Regions from separate parts of the Danio rerio genome. Here region 2 is linked to region 1. Evidence: chromatin contacts called from public HiCAR-type data. All regions are on one chromosome and are shown on one strand. The core of a region is the stretch at or near the end of the contact, and the rest is flanking DNA. Distances in the headings are between cores, read along the strand shown.

Region 1 (6,801 bases), core at 2,521-5,020:
AAAATGTGGAAAAAGTGAAGCGCTATCAATACTTTCCGGATACACTGTAGAATGCTGTCTAAACTTACTAGGCATTGGAGAGGATCTCAGAACAGCTCATCCTATAAGAATAAGCATCTGTAGCATCTTTTTTTTCCCAATTGAGATCTGACTCTAAGCCCTGTTTTTGGCCAACAGCCGGTGTTCCACTTCAGTGAGACGGGCATATGAACAACTGCAGCATCACTCCTCACCGCCTAATATCACTCCCAAGAGGGTTTGCTCTTCATTAATGCCACTGTCCAAACAGGACTAAAGTGGTATGTATTCACTTCCATCAACAACCCGAGATAACCAGCTTGTTCGTCTTAGTGTCAGCTTTTAACAGCACTAACTGACCTCAGCGTCAACGTCCCGAAAGCAAAGAGATCACGCCATTTCTATTGTGACGGGGCAACAGGTGTGAGGCAGGTGCCCCGCGTCGAGCCCGCTGCTCAAATATACATGAGACTCTCCCCTGCTTCACTGCTGTCTTGACTTAGCAGTTTTTAGCGGGATGGAAACCAAAACCGGGGGAAAGTATGGGCGAAAGTATTGTTATTTGTTACCCAATTGTCCTCTGAGTATGCAAAAAGTAGAAGAAAAAAAACTTTTGTTTAAAGCCTGTAATGGGGTTTTCTCTTCCATGTGGTTACCTGTTTAAATTATTGATTCTTGATATTCTGAGACAAGCACTATTCATTTGTTGGACACAGGTCACACGGTTGTACAAGAGGCAGAGTAATCCTACGCCTACACATCAAACTACTGTTTTCTAAATGGATGCTTTCCCTGGTAGCAAAGAATTCTGGCCTAGATTTGGCACAGCAAGCACTCATCCGGCACTGGCACACAGCATGTACAGTACAGCAAGTTTGGCCTATCTTGACCCACATTTAAAATACATTTAAATTATTTTTAAGAAAAAAAAAAACTTCTACCAATCAGGTCGCTTTGAGAAAAAGTATGCCCATAGCAGAGCTAAAGTGCAATGCTTCATGGGTTTATCAATGTCACTGCAATCGTGACACACCAACTTATTTGGCCCATTTCAGGCCCAGCTATGGGTTATTAACTTCGCTGAAATTTGGCCCAGATATGGTCCATGTTTGACCCTTGTCTGGAAGTAACCCACATAGCATTGGCTCAGATACTATATGCCAGTGTCGGACAAATGCCTGCTGTGCCAGCTTTATGCCAAATCTAGTCCAGAATTCTTTGCTACCTCAGTGTTAATGCATCCCACATAGCACAATTTCTCTGGCCCAGACCTGGCCCACACAATCAGCTTTTGCTTGGCCCACATGCCGCAGTGAATTACGGTACATGATTGAACCAAGTCTGGCTTCCATAAAAGGGCCACACGTGGACCATATCTGGGCCAAGTCTCAGCCAAGTAATAACCATAACTGGGCCTGAACTGGGTCAGATAGGTTGGTGTGTCATTAATGCAATGAATTTGATAAACCCATGAAGCATTTCTCTTTATGGCCATGCTTTTATTCTAAGCTGATTGGTAGATTTTTTTCTTTACTCAAAAATAATTGAAACGTATTTTAAAAGTGGGTCAAGATAGGCCAAACTTATGTGGGCCACATACACATTTTTAACATCTGAGACAAATACTACATTTGATCTGGCACAAGTCACTTAAAGACACTGCCACCTCTGCCAAACCAGATCCATGTTTGGCCCAGATACTATATGCCAGTGTCAGACAGATGTCTGTTGTGCCAGCTTTATGCCAAGTCTGGTCCAGAATTCTTTGCTACCTCAATGTTAATGCATCCCACATAGCAAAATTTCTCTAGCCCAGATCTGGCCTATACAATCATCCTTTTGCTTGACCCGCATGCTGCAGTGAATTACGGTACATGATTGGACCAAGTCTGGCTTCCATACAAAGGCCAAACATGGACCATATCTGGGCCAAGCCTCAGTCAAGTTAACAACCGATAATTGGGTCAGATATGTTCGTGTCACATAAGTTGGTGTCATGTTGGTGTTATGAATTTGATAAACCCATGGAGCATTTTGCTTTATGGTCGCACTTTTTCTCGAAGAGACCTAATTGGTAGAATTGTTTCTTTAATCAAAAAATAATAATTAAATGTATTTTTAAATTGGGTCTAGGCCAGGGCCAGAGCAAGCTGAACTGCCACTCTAGGCAAAGGACGCTCTCCACTCTCAACCCTGAAGTGAAAGCGCGGGGTATAATACCTCACTAGACGCGGATATAACTGAGGGCCAGTGGTGAGGGTAGTGTCGCGGACGCCGGCCTCTCTATTCGGCTGCCCTACGCGGATATAGGGCGCGGGTGGTGAGGGTAGTGTCGGGTAGTGCTGCCCTCTCGATTCTGCCGCCCTAGGCGGCCGCCTAGGTTGCCTCTATAGACACGCCGGCCCTGGTCAAGACCAAAATTACGTGGCCCACATATACATTTTTAACATCTGGGCCAAATACTTTATTTGATATCTGGCCCAAGTCTTGTGTGTCACCTTAAAGATGGTGCAACATCTGCCAAACCCAGGACATGTTTTGCCCACATGATGTATGCCAGTGCCGATTAAATGCCTGCTGGGCCAGCTTTATGCAAAATCTGGGCCAGAATTCTTTGCTATCTGGGAAGACTTGGTCCAGCCATGTACTATAATTCACTGCGGCATGTAGGCCAAGCAAAAGCTGACTGTGTGGGCCAGAGCTGGTGGGATATGTGACCCTCACTTTTAGAGACAGACTAAATAGAAAAAGGTGATTAATAACTATAAGAACATAAACTTTTGGATTAGTAATTACAAAACTTAATTTCAGAGCTAGTAACAGTGGCTTGAGCCAAGTATAGCTGTTTATTACATAATGGGGTTATTAATATAATATAATATAATAAAATATAATATAATATAATAAAAAATAATATAATATGATATAAGGTGACGCGGTGACACAGTAGGTATGATGTAGCCTCACAGTAAGAAGGTCGCTGGTTCGAGCCTCAGCTGGTATTGTTATTTCCCAGTGATGGGTTGCGAATGGAAGGGCATCTGCTGCGTAAAACATGTGCTGGATAAGTTGGTGGTTCATTCCACTGTGGCGACCCCAGATTAATAAAGGGACTAAAATAAATGAAAGAATAATATAATCAACATAGCTACCCACGATGTATATACAATCTGTATACCAACAATGTTTAGCTATATAGCGTACAATTGCAAGGATGGAATAATTTGCAGTGATTGTGTATGTTACTTACCATTCTTTAGAGTTTGAAGTTTACTGCCAGCAATTAGCCACTAAACAAGATTAGCTAAAGCAGCTAAAGTTATAGAATTAACTATAACAATAATATTTAAATGCTTTTAGGGATTTGTTGTGCTCTTTAAGTCGTTTGCAATTTTTTTTTTTAACCACATGACATTATGGCTTGCCTGGTGGCTTTAGATCATTTGGCTATTCCTAAACCCATAATTGCACATAAACCCACCGATTAAATTGGGAATTTGTGTCGAGGGTTAAAGAGTTATGAAGCTAAATCAGGCTTTTGCCAGCTTTGAAAAAGCTTGTTTTAATCTAAGAAAGTTTTTATATCTCACAAATGATATCCAGAAATGTACCTACTCAGGGACTTAACTCGACAGTGAGCCGTCCTTTTGGTGACGTTTATTTTGATATTTTAATTAGCTTTTTCTTGTTGTTCTTGACTAGCAAGTGCTCGTGCTGTTACAGAGAGAAAAGCTGAAAACAGAGTAACTGCGCCCTCCAGTGGTTCATAAAGTAATTCCTCCCTTTCCTCCATGAACAACCACAGGGACTTTCACTCGATAATAACACAATAAAATGTAAATTAACTCTGTAAATATTCTAATATATTAAAGCTGTATAACTGACTGCACTCTGCTGAGGCAGAAAACTGAGTTTCCCTCTCATCTAAATGTATTTTTTTTCTTCATGTTAGTTTTACTTCAGATTTACTTTAATGCATGTTAACATTACCACAGTTCCTTAAAGATTTATTTGATAATTTTCTATTCAGGTTAGTCCCTTTATTAATCAGGGGTCACCACAGCGGAATGAACCACCAACTTATCCAGCATATGTTTTACGCAGGCCTTTCCACCCATACACTCTTGCATTCATACACATAAACTACAGCGAATTAAATTAATTCAATTCACCTATAGCGCATATCATTGGACTGTGGGGGAAACCAGAGCACCAGGAGGAAACCCACACCAACACGGGGAGAACATGCAAACTCCACACAGAAATGCCAACTGGCCCAGCCGGGGCTCGAACCAGCAAACTTCTTGCTGTGAGGCGGTCGTGCTACCCACTGTGCCACCATGACTTTGCCCTCAATTATTCTAAGCATTTTTTTTTTACGTTCGGAACTCAACCACAGATTGATTGTCATTTATTTTAATAAATACTTTTACAAAATGGCAAATTCTAGCTGCTGAACGTCTTTGTCAACAGTGTGTGTTGTGACGTGACTCATTATATTTTCTATGGTGAGGAAAACTGACATCACAAATCCTCTAAAATATCACCAGAACACAAGCTGAACAGCTGTCCTGACATCTTATCCTTCCCATCAAACAAAGCTATACCGCTAACACTTTACAATATGGTTCATTAGTTAATGCATTTACTAACATGAACTAATCATGAACAACACATGTACAGCATTTATTAATCATAATTGAACATTTAGTAATGCATTATTAACATCCAAGTCCATGCTTGTTAACATTAGTTAATGCACCATGAGTTAACATGAACTAACAATGAACTACTGTATTTTCATTAACTAATGTTAACTAACATGAACAAATACAGTAGTAATTGTATTTTTCATTGTTTGTTCATGTTAGTAAATGGATTAATTAACATTAACTGATGAACCTTATTGTAAAGTGACTACTATACCAATACTGTATTTGAATGGTTCTGAGGTTGGGGTTAGGACGGTGTTACAGCTTTATATCACACTTCTCAACATTCAAATTTACACTGGTAGCAAAATTTGATGGGTAGCATATTGCGTCACCTACTTTTTGAATAGGAGGTAGGACAATCTGACAAGGTAGGATAAATATGGTTTCCTCAAGTTTAAATATGAAAAAGCCTCAAACCCCAAATAAGCATATGAATAATGATATTTCGAGAATAATGAGGTATTGTGGGAATACATTGTATTTGTTATTTAGAGCGATAGTTCACACAAAAATGACAATTCTGTTATTATTTAGCCTACTCCCCTTTACGTTTTTCTAACCTTTATTATTTTTATTCTTCTGTTAAACACAAAGGAATGTATTTTGATAAATGTTGGAATCTTGTAACCATTCATTTCCATAGTATTTTACTATTGAAGCCAATTATGACTTGTGCTGCTTCCTTCAAAAATAGTCTACTTTCTGTTAACAAGGAATAAAGAAATTTAAGTTTTAGAACCAATTGAGCACGAACAATTTATGAGAAAATGTTTATTTTTGGGTGAACTATCCCTTAATATTTCACATTTTCACATTTAATATTAATTTTGGGGCGACACAGTGGGTGGCACGTTCACCTCACAGCAAGAAGGTTGCTGATTCAAGCCTCGGCTGGGTCAGTTGGTGTTTCTGTGTGGAGTTTGCATGTTCTCACCGTGTTCGCGTGGGTATCCTGCGGTTGCTTAAGTTTCCCCCACAGTACAAAGACATGCGATACAGGTGAATTGGGTAGGCTTAATTGTTCGTAGTGTATGAGTGCGAATAAGTTTGTATGCATGTTTCCCAGCAGTGGGTTGCAGCTGGACGGGCATCCGCTGCATAAAACATTTGCTGGATAAATTGGTGGTTCAGGCGACGCAGTGGCGCAGTAGGTAGCGTTGTCGCCTCACAGCAAGAAGGTTGCTGGTTCGAACCTCAGCTCAGTTGGCTTTTCTGTGTGGAGTTTGCATGTTCTCACCGTGTTTTCGTGTGTTTCCTCCGGGTGCTCCGGTTTCCCCCACAATCCAAAGACATGCGTTACAGGTGAATTGGGTAAGCTAAATTGTCCGTAGTGTATGAGTGTGTGTGGATAATTCCCAGAGATGGGTTGCGGCTGGAAGGGCATCCGCTGTGTAAAAACGTGCTGGATACGTTGGCAGTTCATTCCGCTGTGGCGACCCCTGATTAATAAAGGGACTAAGCCAAAAAGAAAATGAATGAAATGAAAATGAAGGTAAGTGGTTGCAAAGAATTTATAGTGGGCTGAATTTTAAAAAAATTAAGTTGAACACTATACATTTAATTTGTCTACATTTTAAAATTTATAGTAAATCTAATTAATCATTTTTTTTTTCAGTGTGTTTACTGCTTTTAACTATTTATGAGTATGGTTGCCTACAGCTAGCAAAAAAAAAGACAAATTAGTATCTCAGAAAATTTGATAATTAGACCATTAAAAACAACTTTTTGATGATATTCTAGTTTGGAAAGCACTTATATGTGGACAATTTTAGGATCTATTTTGATTATGAGCTATATTGTGCAGACTGCTGCTTTTCTTTTAGGCTGGCATATTATCTTCTGTCCAAAGGGAGCTTTTAAAAAGTTACCCGACGCTGACGAGATCCAATTACACAACACAAGCTGTGAAGAGCCAGACATCAGCTGTGGCTCGGTCAAAACAGCGGCGGACGCTCAATGGAAAGCAGAAGTCTTTGTTACGAGGCCTTTTCCCGAGGAGCAGGTTTGCGTGTCCATTGTATCACACATACACACACACGCCTATATTAGGTATCAGAGCAGCCGTCAA
Region 2 (6,801 bases), core at 2,448-4,947, 180 kb before region 1:
TGACTTCTTCTGTGGTGATTCTGGCATCTATATCCAGGAAGGCATCTTCCAGGGCCTGAGATTGATACAGTATGGTCAGTGCAGTGGATTGATCTTTAACCTATATGCCAAAACACCTTCTATCACAGACCAAACAAATCTGGACTGCTAAATTACACAGACGGGGGATTATTTGAAGTGCAATTCCGTGTTATTAGAGTCAGTTTGTTTTTGTTCTGTTTAGTTTTTTTAGCAAATGCCACCAACTAGTTTGCTCTATATATTTTTAATTTATTCTCTGTTTAATTTAAAGCACTTGTTATGGAATGAAGCAAACTAAAATAAATGTTCATTTTTAAAGGTTTTGTTTTATTTAGCTCGATCTTAAATGATTTATAATTGAGTTTATAAAAAGGGAACCTCTCCAAAGAGTTTTCTGTATTTTTTTTCATAATTCAATTCTGATTTCATTACTTGTGACTTGTTTTCAAAAAACAAAGTAATGCAGTAATAATTGTGTTACAGTACTGTAAAGTCACATACAAAACAATAATGACAATGGCAGAGATGCATTTAAAATGCCAGCTGCTTTCAAATCAGATTATGTTATGTGGATTCTACAATGTCTTCAGTACAAGCGGAAGCAGGAGTTGATTTGAGCCACAGAGCTGGTGGTAAATGTCATCATATTGCATCTTCTATTAAATGCTATATAACCTTCATTGGCTAGAGTATCTTCATGGCAAAAGCAACTTGGATTTATACAAATATAATAAATACAATGAAACCCATTCAAAATCGCACAAGGTAACTGTCATTGAAGAAATCATAATGGACAAACCTATTAGTCATATCTTAACAATAAACAACTTAAACAGATCAGCAAGGTTTACCTTTTGCAGCTTGCCTTCTTTATACGTCTTCTGCTCTTTAATGATGCCTGGTAAGTACTTGGAGCAATACAAAGCAACTTCCTCACCTGGAGAAACAACATAACAGAGTGTGCCCAAACTCAATGAAGACTCTGAAAATTAACTGATGAATTATGTGAGAACATCCAGGAAAATCCATTTTGGTCCACATTTAGGAATGCTAAACCGATTGTAAATTTGCTCACCCTCATGTCCAGGACCGAAAACTGCCACTCGCCAAATAAAAGTTAAAGTCAGCAATGGCTAATGAATAATATGAATCTGTTACTCTCCATTTGGATGCTCACTAACTATTTTAATTAAAAAGAAAATGTGAAAATGAAATTATAAATGTCTAAATACAACTACAATGTTATTCATTAAATCGTTGGAGTGAGCAGCCTGTTATAAGTTACCAATGTCTCAGAGCAGCTCAATCAGCAGAAAAATGATCCATGATCCCGTAAAGTTATTTTCCCGTATTTTTAGTCTTTCTCTGAAAGGTGGCAAATAAACCTTAATTAGTCGATCCTCCCATACGCAACCTATACCGCCGAACCACTAGGGACCGCCCCTTGCTCTTAAATGCGAGTCTGTTCAGTGCTTTCGCTTTGTTTAGGCATGAAAACACTTTGAAATAAACATTAAAACGGCGCGATTCTCTTCCTACTCATTGCAGGTGCCGTCTCCCCTTCATATGCAATCCTCAAAACAGTCATATAGCGCTGCATGACTGTAAGCTGACGCGCTCCATAGTTATAAACAGACGCTGTTTTCCCAAACGGATTCTGTACTCAAGATTTGAAGCGGAGCAAAAGACTGGGTTTTGGGTGCGTGTTTCAACAGATATACACATAAATAAAAATAATAATATCTAAAGATATCGATCTTGGTGTTTTTTATTTTTCCAATCACAAATAATTTCGTCCTAAATGAGCATAAACAGCTGCAATTTAGCAATTGAATGCTTTCATTATAACATTAGATGTGTGCATTTTTAAAGTGACACTTGTTATTTAATGTAAACAAAGGGGAAAAAAATCTAAATAAATCATGCATTCGTTGCTCTTTAATCAGAATGTGTATGTTATACAGTGAAGAAATGGCTAATGGGATTTAATTCTATTACATTTCAATAATAGCTATTAATTTTAATAAGCTGAACTGTTTGCTAATTTGCTGCTAATGTATACTATTTATGTTTTCTTTTGTAAATAATAATAAAACATACTACTGACCACTGAACTGTTTATTTACAACGAAACAGCTGCAAATGAGCATATTAAGTAATTTGGGGAATTTTTTCTAAAGGGGGTCAGGGGAATCCCTTATTATGGTGGGCATATCCCTTATTTTCACATCCCAATGTTGACAGGTATGCACTATACCTACACACAGTTCTGTCCAAACAGCTCACAAAAGTTGATTTCCATCATAGGTGGCCTTTAACGGAAGTCAAAGATTTGGAACCATTTGAGGAAGAGTAAATAGTGAGTGAAGAATCATTTTAGTGTGAACTATCCCATTAATGAACAGACTGCTTTGGAAACATCGGAGGCCGGACAACTGACAGAAACGAGTCTCTCTTCCTCATCTTTAAATCCTTATACTATTATCTTACCTCCATGGCCATCATAGACAGCGAACATAGCGGTTTCATCGTCCAGCTCCGGGATGCAATTGTGCGCGTCCTAGGAAACAAAAACAGGTTATGAAGAAAAACCGAGAGCTTGAGGCGGGAGTCACCCTCTGACCTCACTGGCGCCAAAATCCGCGCACGTCACTCCTCCCACTAGACAAAAAAATACTGACTAGCATTACTTAACTTTGAAAAGCAAATATACACTGCTTTGAAATGGAGTTAAAGTTGGTTTTATATTCACACATTCGTTCATTTGTGAACGGTGACATGCTCCTTATATTGTTTACCATGGTAACGTTACTTTGAATATTCGGTCTGAAGTAGCATACAAGTATGACTCCAATGCAACGTTAGCATCATTTAACTGAGTGAACAATGTACTTTGATAGTCACAGGCTGCTAGTATGATCTTCACATTTAAAATTGGCAAAGAATACTTTTCTGAATTCATATTATTACGGAGAAAGTCTGAATATATGAACAACTTTACCTCAATAGTTTTAATAACATATAATTCACGTACATTTGCTCGTTAATAGCATTAGCAATCCATCTATCAGCAAATTAAAGTAACAAAACCTATTTAATATTATTAAAGTGGTTGTTTTACCTCCATAGACACTCGCCATCCCTGCATGGCCGAGAACCCATAGTTCAAGTTCTTGCTCCCGCCGTTGCCAGTGCTCTTCTCCGTGTTGGGTTGAGACAAGTAAGCCCCCATGATGTGTGCAGTGAGATTTAGTGAAAAGAAAACGCGTAAAATTAAATAAATCCACTTAATCCAATCCACTGACTTCAAAGAAGGTAATACGTCTGTAAAAACTAGATTCTGGTCACATTTCAGAGCGAAGTGAAGCTTGGATGAGAGTAAACCGGTGTTTTACCCTGCTACTGCTGCTAGCTGATGGGCTGCTGCTAACACTGCTGATGCTGCTGGAGTTTCTAAATGAACAATCACTCAGGTATGATGGAGAGTCCGGGCAGGCCTGCCTGAAACTGAGCGAGCTCACATTAAACGCGAATGGGGATAAACGTTGATGCAGTCAGAGCCTCTTTTTAAAAGCAAAAAAGCCCCTAACACGTGTGAGTCAACATAATCAACAGTCCAGCAACAAACCCATTTCGCAGAGAGCGGACTTTAGGCACACCGGAAGCGGAAGTCTATTGTGAGTTCGCGCATGCACGTGGTTTTTAGAATTTCTTTTTTTTTTTTTGGTTTAAATAATAGTTAACAATAGATTGCAGAGACTAATATAAAAAAAGTCAAAATATAATAAATTTGTGGGTTCAAAGGAATCTATCTATTTTTGGTATAATTGTTTTACAAAAGGTACAACACTTTCCAGAATGATTTACCCATCTTTTTCTGTAAGTACATCTGATAGGTGCATTAAAAATCTGAATCGAATGCAATATACTTTTCTATGGAAGAATAAGCATCATTATCTAAGAAAATCAGATGTAGTGAAACCAATCAAGGAGGGAGGATTGAATGCAACTGATTTTGATGTTATGAAGGGTACCCTTAAGCTGAAGTGGCTTTAAACCTACCTTCGACATAAACATTTTTTCTGGTTTAGTTTTTCTTCAAAATTGTCATCTTTTTATAGTCAGGTATTGCTGTATTGAAAATAAGGGCACCTAGTTTACCCCTTTTTTAAGATTTATTATTATTATATGGTTCTTCTGCAAGTTTAGGTTCATTTTAAAACACAGTTTAGATTTTTTATTATAATGTGTTAAAAAGTGTGAGTTAGGGAGGGGGGGGATGTACACAGGTCGTTGTTTTAGGGGTGTGTTGCTTTACATGATAATTAGTTTCAGAGGTGGGTAGTAACGAGTTACATTTACTTCGTTACATTTACTTGAGTAAAATTATTGGGTAACGTGTACTTTTTGAGTAAATTTAAATATGTGTACTTTTATTCAAGTAAATTATTAGAGAAAAATCAGTACTCTTCGCTACATTTCGCGGCGTTCCTCCATTACTGTCAAATGATAATAAAAAAGATCCATATGTTTTGTTTGCAAATATCGCGTGGCGCCGCATTGGAGAGGTTGTATCGCGAGAGGTTGCTATACTGTTAGCGTGCGCGGCCGCCCGGCGCACGCCTGTGTGTTGACGAAGGAGACGTGCGAGTTATACGGTCATGCCATGGCCATTTGCGGTTCCGAGAAGGACGATCATGCTGTCTGTGTAGTGTTTTTATCGGACCAGGTCACCCGTCCTCAAGTTCAGTCTGTTTTCACTCCAAGGTGTAAACAACAATAGTCTGACAACACGCTACATTGAACTGACATCACAGCAGCAAATACATAAATTCCAGCTCCAACCTGAAAAAAGTGGTGGTAAGTGTCAAAATTATCCCAATTTGAACCTTATTCAAAGTAACTTTGCAGGCCCATAGCCAGAGGAGTTCGGGTGGTTGAAAAAACTCACCCCTCAATGACAAAGATCCAGAATTGGTCCCATACATGAGCTCATTTGCCTTATGTTGACTGCTATGTCATCGTAAATAGTCAAATTAATACTCTGAAAAAGGCTTTAAGACCAAGCAAAATGCTATATTAAAATTAAATAAAAAAAAAATTTGACTATTTTTGTTATTTATGAATTTTCAATCAAATCAAATGTACTTTTTTACAAGAGAGGCTAGAAAAATTGTGAAGCTCTTTTATTATGGTTATGTTTTATTTTTTATTATTTAAATAGCCAAATTCGGACAGAGGACAGTTGAATGTTCTGGCCAGTTTGTAAGCTAAAGCTACAATAGGCTACAGTTTTTAATTTAAAACTTCAACAGATTCCTAATACATTTGTATTTTAACAATAAGTATTTATTAATTTTCCTTTATTCTAAATCTTTAGAAAATATATTTGGTTAAAATAATGTTTAAAATGTCACTAAAATACAGTATTTAAATCTCATACATTGTAAATTAGGTGAATAACTGCTAAAAAAGTCCACATTTTTAGAAAAAGACCCCTGCTTTGAGATAACCAAGTAGCTGCTTTTAATAATTAGCCCCCTGTATATTTTTCCCCAATATCTGTTTAACAGAAAGATTTTTTCAGCACATTTCTAAACATAAGTTTTAATAACTTATTTCTAATAACTGATTTCATTTATCTTTGTCATGATGACAGTAAATAATATTTGACTAGATATTTTTCAAGATACTAGCAATCAGCTTAAAGTGACATTAAAAGGCTAAACTAGGTTTATTAGGTTAAAGTTAAAGTAATTAGGCAAGTCATTAAGAATGGTTTGTTCTGTATAGACAATCAAAAAAATATTGCTGTAGGGGCTAATAATATTGACCTTAAAAATGGGTTTAAAACGAATAAAAACTGCTTTTATTCTAAAATATAAGACTTTTTCCTGAAGAAAAAATACTATCAGACATACTGTGAAAATTTCCTGAATCTGTTAAACATCACTTAGGAAATATTAGTACCATTAATTTTGATAAACTATATATATATATATATATATATATATATATATATATATATATATATATATATATATATATATATATATATATATATATATATATATATTTATATATATTTATATATATATATATCAAAATTAATGGTACTAATATTTCCTAAGTGATGTTTAACAGTTAAACACACACACACACACGCACGCACACACACACACACACACACACACACACACACACACAAACACACACATCATTACATTGACACAATTAATATTAACATATGAGCAAATCCATGCAAATGTCAACCCTGCCATGAAAAATTAATTAAGCTTCCACAAAAATAGTGAAACAGATTATACTTTTTTTGTGTGTGTAAGCAAATATTTACAGTACTTTAAAAATACTCAAAATGTCTTTGTCAGCGCTTCTGAACTGTGGTCTATCCGCTAAGCAAAAATATGTTCATTTGAAAAATAAACAAAATTAATTTACAACATTTAATTGACACATTTGCTTTTTAGTAGCTTAACGATAAACCAAACCAACACCGTAAAACCCAACAGTCAACTTAAAGTAGCTCAAAATGTACTGAAAGCTAATTCTACTTATTTGAAAACAGTTTTGAACTCAGAGTTGAAAGGAATGAGTTAATTTAATACCTCATTACTTCAACTTAAATAGAGTACCTGTTTAACCTGTTACTAAAAAAAATGAGTTTAATGCTGAATACACTTGTCTAGCTGCACCTTGATACGCTCGCTGAGCACTTATGTACTGTGGTCTATCCGTTGAGCAACAATATGTTCACGTAAA

What was found. HiCAR-type assays count read pairs that join an accessible place to other places.
Region 2: a contact with region 1 is called in a HiCAR-type map of caudal fin, with 10 times the contacts expected there. The contact joins the promoter of ppm1g here to the enhancer-like site in region 1. A contact is called at or near these places in 9 of 18 Hi-C or Micro-C datasets (caudal fin, embryo, fibroblasts and 2 more) and 2 of 4 datasets of contacts at active chromatin or transcription factors (caudal fin and gastrula embryo).

What each region holds. Positions count from the first base shown.
Region 1 is chr13:6,035,755-6,042,555 of GRCz12tu, reverse strand. The region is part of intron 1 of LOC141377107 (a long non-coding RNA gene); the gene reads right to left. Among named protein-coding and RNA genes, the nearest start is that of phf10, 29 kb to the right of the region's middle. Within about 2 kb of position 3,770, at least 3 of the 62 cell types and tissues checked have an H3K27ac peak or open chromatin away from gene starts, as enhancers often do. A contact at or near this core is called in caudal fin, where this site is marked.
Region 2 is chr13:6,216,054-6,222,854 of GRCz12tu, reverse strand. ppm1g (protein phosphatase, Mg2+/Mn2+ dependent, 1G) reads right to left here and starts at 3,697. Exons shown (of 12, transcript NM_201488.1): 1 at 3,545-3,697; 2 at 3,143-3,371; 3 at 2,512-2,581; 4 at 873-958; 5 at 1-55. The coding sequence starts at 3,253.